2 separate regions of the Danio rerio genome follow, and region 1 is linked to region 2. The links are chromatin contacts, called in public Micro-C maps. All regions are on one chromosome and are shown on one strand. Each heading gives the region's core, a stretch centred on a gene start, on an enhancer-like site or on the middle of the called end of the contact. The rest is flanking DNA. Distances are from core to core; before and after follow the strand shown. Region 1 holds the start of thoc2 (THO complex 2). Region 2 holds the start of rhogd (ras homolog gene family, member Gd).

The links. Hi-C and Micro-C count contacts between places; a contact is called where the count stands out from the background.
Region 1: a Micro-C map of caudal fin shows a contact between it and region 2, with 7 times the contacts expected there. The contact joins the promoter of thoc2 here to the promoter of rhogd in region 2. A contact is called at or near these places in 2 of 18 Hi-C or Micro-C datasets (caudal fin and hematopoietic stem cells).

What each region holds. Positions count from the first base shown.
Region 1 is chr14:12,951,358-12,954,940 of GRCz12tu, forward strand. thoc2 (THO complex 2) reads left to right here and starts at 1,277. Exons shown (of 37, transcript NM_001326547.1): 1 at 1,277-1,395. The coding sequence starts at 1,331. magt1 (magnesium transporter 1) reads right to left here and starts at 852. Exons shown (of 10, transcript NM_199700.1): 1 at 735-852. The coding sequence starts at 815.
Region 2 is chr14:12,728,516-12,732,212 of GRCz12tu, forward strand. It overlaps rhogd (ras homolog gene family, member Gd), which reads left to right and starts at 2,072. Exons shown (of 2, transcript NM_200680.2): 1 at 2,072-2,083.

The sequences.
Region 1 (3,583 bases), core at 27-2,526, 220 kb after region 2:
ACACAGCAAAGGCAAATTACGTGCTAGTAAAGGCGTGACACTTCCTGGTGAGGTGGAGCCAATCCACAAATCACAGCACATCGTGTTAGCTGACCAGTCATAGCCTTTTGAGGGCGGGCCTTCGGAGGAACTAGGAAATATTATAGTCAATTTCATGCTAGCTGAGTAGCAGTACATAATCAAAGTAAGATAAATGAAAAAATAACCAGATTTTTTTGTTACAAACGAAGCATGAGCACACATTGCTTTGCACCCCATAAACACAATCAAGCCTTAAAAATACACCCTGAACCACCACTTTAAAGGAGCAATGAATCATTAACGAAAAGGGAATTGTTCCAAAAAAATTATAATGTTTGTGATAAAGCAAGCAATATGGCTCAACTATCATATTTATGGTCTATGTCATAAGCATACCAAGACGAACGCCACAGATTACTTAGATGATAGGTTTGGCGTAATGTTACAGCAGGAAGTTCAGTGCAATTTGCATACAGGGCCACTTGTGTCACTTTATCCGACATCCGACAAACACTGATCAGTAACTATTTTTTTAGTAATTTACACACGTCTTGAATTGTTCTTAAATGGGAACAATTATGCCTTTTTGACTTCAATGTGCTTTTGAAAAAGAGCGAAGCTAACGTTACGTTAGTCATAAGATCAATTGAGTACCCAGTGATCTCGATTGTTAAAAAAAAAATAATAATAAAAGCATTTGCAAATACACTTACTTCCTTCTTTTTCTGCCCATTTAATCGCATGTCATGTAGACAAACAACGAGGAAAACAACTATTAATAGTTTATGCAACATTTTTGTAGGCTACCACTGTGGCCACGACAGTTGCGATGCGGAAAGGGAAGCGCCCAGGACATTAACATTACAAAAGAAAAGTCCAAAGCAACGACAGCTTCTTCATTATTTTCAGTATAAAGGTTTCGCCAACATATATCATTTAAAATCCTTTGTTGAGAATTTATATACAAATAAGGCTTGCAAATAAAAATTACTGTACAATAAAAAAACTAATTACAAAAACACATCAAAGCCCAGTTTAAGATGCTAGAATAAAGCAGAACTTAAACGCGCAGGAATTGTCTCTAAAAGATGTATTATCCCCTTTCTCTAAATAAATAAACATACATTAGGATTTTAGTTCTATACACTGAAAGAGAAATAATTTGATATATTAAACGATATAATAATGAAATTAAGGAACTAAAACAGTTCAAATACTCCATTATTAAATACTGCTTTGACGCGCTCAACTGTGTGTGCTAAACATCCGGCGCGCGCTACGGCTGCTTCATCTGAGAGTGTGGAGGAAGATGGCGGCGCTGATCCTCCCGTTTGACTGGTTAAAAAACTGGGACAAATCCGGCAGAAATGAGTTGTGAGTATGAGTTTATTAATCAAATAGGAAGTGTGGATTGTAATAAATACATTTACCTTTTATTCAGGTGGAATGAACACGGGTTATTGTTGAAGTCATAAATCATATTCTCTTCATTGTGAATGGCCACGGCTAATGTGCGTTAAATATTTTTGTTATTTAAAGTTCTCTAAAATAAGCCAAAAACAAACAAACAACGAAATAAAAACAACAACACAACTTAATGTAGTGTAAGCTGATAAATATAACGTATGTGTTTTCTGTACAGGGATGGTTTGGACATATCGGGTACTTAAGTAATTTTCCGTGAATGTATCACCAGTGAGCTAATACTTAGCTGGGTTAGCATTAGCATGTGTGCGTTGCATGTGTCGCGCAACTAAACAAGCTCATTTTCATGCTGAGCAGACTTAAAAGTGGGTAATACGCGATGCAGCGAGGTTTTGTAAACCTCGTGGAAGGGCTAGATGTAGATGTGATTAAGACTTCAGCCTCACTTTTTAAAATCCGTTACGAAGTAATGGTTGTCTCTCGAAACCTAGTTATCTGCCAAGACCTATTTACGAGGAGCATAACCCGCAAATCTACTAAATTCCTGCACGACCGTGTGTGCTTAATAAATTGACGGAATTTTTGAGGGTGATTGATCTTGCAGTAAAGTGTAATGACCGCCTCAAAACATAGCAAGTTTACTTTGTATGCATTATCAATATCTAGTGAGGGATCGTGTGAAGTTAGGTTGTTTACTTGGATTTGAGCGGTACCCAGTTTATATTTACTTGTGCCTGACAGAGAATGTATACGCTATCGGACACATTAACTAGAAGAAACTAAAACAAACTTTGTAATCAAATGTAATATTGCCATAACTGTGACACAACTAGATTTAAATACCATTCTCCAAGCAGACACGGTCTTGCGCACTAACAGACGGGCAATGATTCAATTCAAGTTCATCTGGAAACACCAACATCAGAAGCTCGATAAACATAGGCATATTTAAGCTGATTATGTTTATTAGCAATTCTATATCATTCAGGGTAAAAAAGCATCATGTTAGCATGCAACATTGTTTTCGTATTGAGTTTTGAACTTTTAAATATGCGTTAACCTTTAACAACACACATACCCTAATATGAATTAAATATAGCAAGGTGATATCTATTTAAGGTTGATTAATTGGGCAACCTAAATTTAAGGTTGAGTAAGCATCAAAACTGAAATTTATTTATTTAGATTTTTTTTTTATATATTTATTTATTTTTATTTTTTTTTAATCAAAATTCTAGCACTGTCTATGGCTGGGCGATTTGGCCTAAAATTCAAATCCCGATTAACTGAACATTTTTACTCGATTGTTGAACTGTTCTTTTTTTTTTTTTTTTTTTAATTTGTTTGTTTTTCACTGAGAGGTTTTGTACAGTAAATATGCTCACATGTTGCAAGTTAGAGAATTTTGAATGAAGGGTGCATTACTTGAGTTTAAAATAATCAAAGGAAACGCACATTATCTTCTATTTATGATTATTTATTGAACATCAATGTTGAACAACTGAAATTAAAACACACATTGCCTGAAACCGACTTTTTTTCTTATAAAAAAGTAAAAATAAATTACTTTTGGAAACAAAGAGAATAGTGTCAAATGGCCGTGTGTATATGGAATATCCTGTCGCAAAATGCGGTGTAAATCCTACATGACGGTAATTGTTTGATTAAGGTGCTTGCATGTTTGTACTGCACTTCAATAATGTGACCCATGTCTTAATTCGATTTCTGTTTAGCTTGATTATGACTTTAGTTGGGTTAAGGTATTCAAAAATCGCTGTTCACACGATAAACTCATTGCATTAAATTTGGATTTAAATTGGATTATTGGTGTCCATGTAAACATACTGTAGGCTCCCTGTGTTCCAATCTTGTCAGCTAATTAATGCAAAACACCTGCAAAGGTTTCCTCAGCCTTGAAATTGTCTGGCTTAACAGGCTTCAGAATCATGATGGAGACTTGACGGTTGTGCAGAAGACCCCCTCCAAAAGGAGGAATAGTCTGAAAAGGCAGTTGCAGAAGAAGCTGGATGCTCACAGAGTGGAGTGTCTAAATAAATTAATAGTGTTAAGAAGAAGGGAAAATGTTGGCTGGTGTCAGTACATCAAGAACCACCTCATAGACATCTTGATGACATGC
Region 2 (3,697 bases), core at 822-3,321:
GAGTGTGGACCTAATGGGATACAGTGCATCTGGAAAGTATTCATAGCGCTTCACTTTTCACATTTTTTTAATGTTACAGCCATATTTCAAAATGGATTAAATTAATTTATTTCCTCAATTCTACACACACTAGCCCATAATGAAATGATTACATGTACATAAGTATTCTCAGCCTTTGCCTTGAAGCTCTAAATTGAGCTCAGGTACATTCTGTTTCAACTGATGTTTCTTGAGATGTTTCATCAGCTTAATTGAAGTCGACCTGTGGTAAATTCAGTTGATTGGACATGATTTGAAAAGGCATACACCTGTCTATATAAGGTCCCAGGGTTGACGGTGCATGTCAAAGCACAAACCAAGCTTTTTTTTTTTTCTTTTTTTTTTTTGAAGAAATTTGCATTATTTTTACATTTTCTTTTTACAATCTCATGATTGTTATTTTTGTTTGTATTGTGATGTAAAAGGGTTTTAGAAGTTATTACAACCTAACTCACCATTTCTGTTGCCAGCGAAACCAGCGAAAGAGACGTTTATAGATAAAATTAGTTTTTCTAATAAAAAAGATAGAAATTACAAAAATTGAAAAGGTTGTCACTTTGCTTCCAGTAATATCTTGGAAAAAAATATTTAGTGATTTGAAATGGAGAAAAAATTGTCTTTTAATCAAATTTTATTATAATAAACAATTTTAAAAAAGCTTAATTCTAAAATTAATGTAAAAGGTTCATTTTGTCAATTTCATACAGGAACTTTATATTTTGGGATTGTAATTATGCTGTACAATTATTTTAAACATATTGGCTCATTTATTAATGATAATACACTGCAAGATGTTACTTTTAAAGAAATTATTTTTGGTTTTGAATCTGCCTCTATTAATGCTTGTTTTGTCATAAATTTAATGTATTTTCTTTAAAGTCCATATTCACAAATACAAATTTGCTAATACCAAACCACCAAAAAAACTTTTTTTTTTTTTTTTGCAAGAATTTAGTCATTATTTACATTTAATTTAATCATCTGAAAATATAAAAGCAAACAGAACCATTTTATTTTGGAATGACTAATTCATACTATGTAATTAATTCTTAAATGTCTTAGCCTCAAGTTTGTCATGTTCTTTATTTTTGTTTTTTTTCTTGTGTATCTTTTTTTCATACTCTGGATTGTAAACAAATATCATAGATATAATAGTTTAACTTCTAATAACTTTTTTTTTTTTTATCTTTACCCACAGTTAGTTATTTTGCAAGATAGTTGTATACTGACAAAGTGCCTTTATTCTGAAGCCTTTGATTTAGATTAAAATGTAATTTAAAGACTTGTTTATTAGGACAGTTGGAATAATTGGTCGAGTTATTGTATAACTAGTTTTTTGCGTAGACAATCAAAAATATAAAGTAAATATTTCTTAGGCTAATAAAACTGACCTTATTATTTTTTTTATTAGAAACTGCTTTTATTCAAGAAATATAAGAAATAGGACTTGTGACTCCAGAAGAATTATTTTTTGTTTTATAGGAAATACTGTGAAGATTTCCTTGGTTTGTTAAAGATCACATGAAAAACATCTTAAATTAATGGGTGGGCAAAAAAAAAAATACTTCAATTCTGTCTTTTAAAGATTACAGGTGCGAAAATGTGCCTTGAACTTGAATGTTAAAACTGTCTTATCCTACAATACAAAGTTACTTGTCAAATAAGTTAATTTTGAGTTTTAAAAATGTATTATCTTATTTAAATAATTGTTTAAGTAGTTTGTGATGTATGTTAAAAGTGTGCCTCCTAAAAGTACAAGTGATCCCTGCCTGGCCCCTCCAGTTACTCTGGTCTAGAACCGCCACTGGCTGGCAGCAAGTAGATATTTATTATAAATAGGAAATGTAATGCATATATTTATTTACAACCAAGTAGCCAATCCAATTGTCCCAGTTGTCTTTAACATACACATTGTAGACTTTTTTTCCATTACCTCATTATCCTTAATGTGAAACTCCTCCGGGACTGTTGCTTGCTTTCGCTTTTGTTTCAGTAAGATACGATGACACACCATCTTCACTGATCTGAGGAGCAGGAGGGCAAAGTAAGTTTACTTGGTTTTGATGTACATGTTTTACCTAGTATCGTTTTCTGGAGCCTCAAAATAAAGTAGTTTTGTCCTTGAAACAAATACAGACATTAAGACGTAATAGGTTTACCAACACTTCAGTGTAAAAAAATTAATGAACTGTCAACTTAGTTCAGCTAAAATTTAGCCGCTTTAATGTAACGTTGTCGTTGTGACGTTACGTTTGACTAGAAAAATTACATTACTGCATCTTAAGTCGGGCTTTACCAGTTGATTATCCCATTACGTTTTTGACCAAAAACGGATTATAAATACATTACATACATGAACTTAAAGTTGAAGTTAAAAAAAAAATGTTCATAACTACTGGACTTTTATTTTGAAATTGTGTTTACAGTGTCTTTCTAAGGTCACAGCGTCTGAGTTCACTTGAACGCGATTTTGAACTCCAGTCGGAGGGGTGCAAGGCTTTCAGAGGCGGTGAGAAATACTTGAAACTTATTTGATAAGTTATGTCTTCGCGTTAGAGCTTAATTTACTTTTTTTTTCATGTGATGTTTAGTTGCTTATTAAAGTTTATTACGCATGAGTAAAATACAGAAAATACTTACTGTATTGGCGCGCAGGACCCCCCAACCCACGCATCAAAACGTCATGAAACAGCCATGTTTGACATTATCGTCATCATGATCAATTTCACTTTTGAAAGTGGCGTTATGAAAAGTTTTAATGTGCATTTGTTTGGTCTGTTTTTTTAGTGTCATTCATCCTTGCACTAACGTACAGCAGTAAAACAGTAAGCAATTAAGTTATACGAATTGAGTTACGTTATTATGACACTAGTTTCAACGTACAATTAACGAATACTAATTGTAAGTATTGAAAGCGTAACGTGTACTTTAGCGTCGTATGAATTGTGTTGGGTGTATGGGGTGTTGAAGTAACTTAGTGACTGTTGAGGTAACTTAGCAGCTGAGTCTGCAAAACCTCACTTCCGTATCAGCAACTTAAGACTTTGCCTTCATGTTCAGTTTTGTACATTTAAAATAACTAAGAATAGACACTTAAACCAAATTAGGTATTTGGAGTTGCTAATATTTATTATTTCACCTGAGAATTAAATTTAATCTAAAATTAGATATCATATTTCTGGAATATTTAGTGATTTTAAACTACCAATATATTAACCCTGTCTACTTTTATTAGGTAGTCTATTTTAAATATTTAGAATATTTAGTCTGTTTTTAAACATTTTTTCAAATTTGTTCACATCACGTCTGTTTGACTCATCTAATACTAGTCAAAAGTTCAATAAAATTTCTAAATTAATGTGTGTGTGTGAGAGAATTCCATGCAAATGTCAACCTTGCCATGAAAAAAATTTAAGCTTCAACCAAAGTAGCAAAACCGTTTGTACATTTTTGGTGTACAAAAAAACCTACTCAAAAATGTCTACGTCAATGTTTTCAAAGTATTATATTTCATTTAGCAAAGTCACACAAGTGCCAATTTCACATCAGTCACATCCATAACGAAACTTTTACCTCAGAAATGTAAAAGTGTAAAATAAAATAAAATCAATCATGTTTGTTCTATAGAGAGTCAACTCTTTTCCTTTTTATTAGCGTT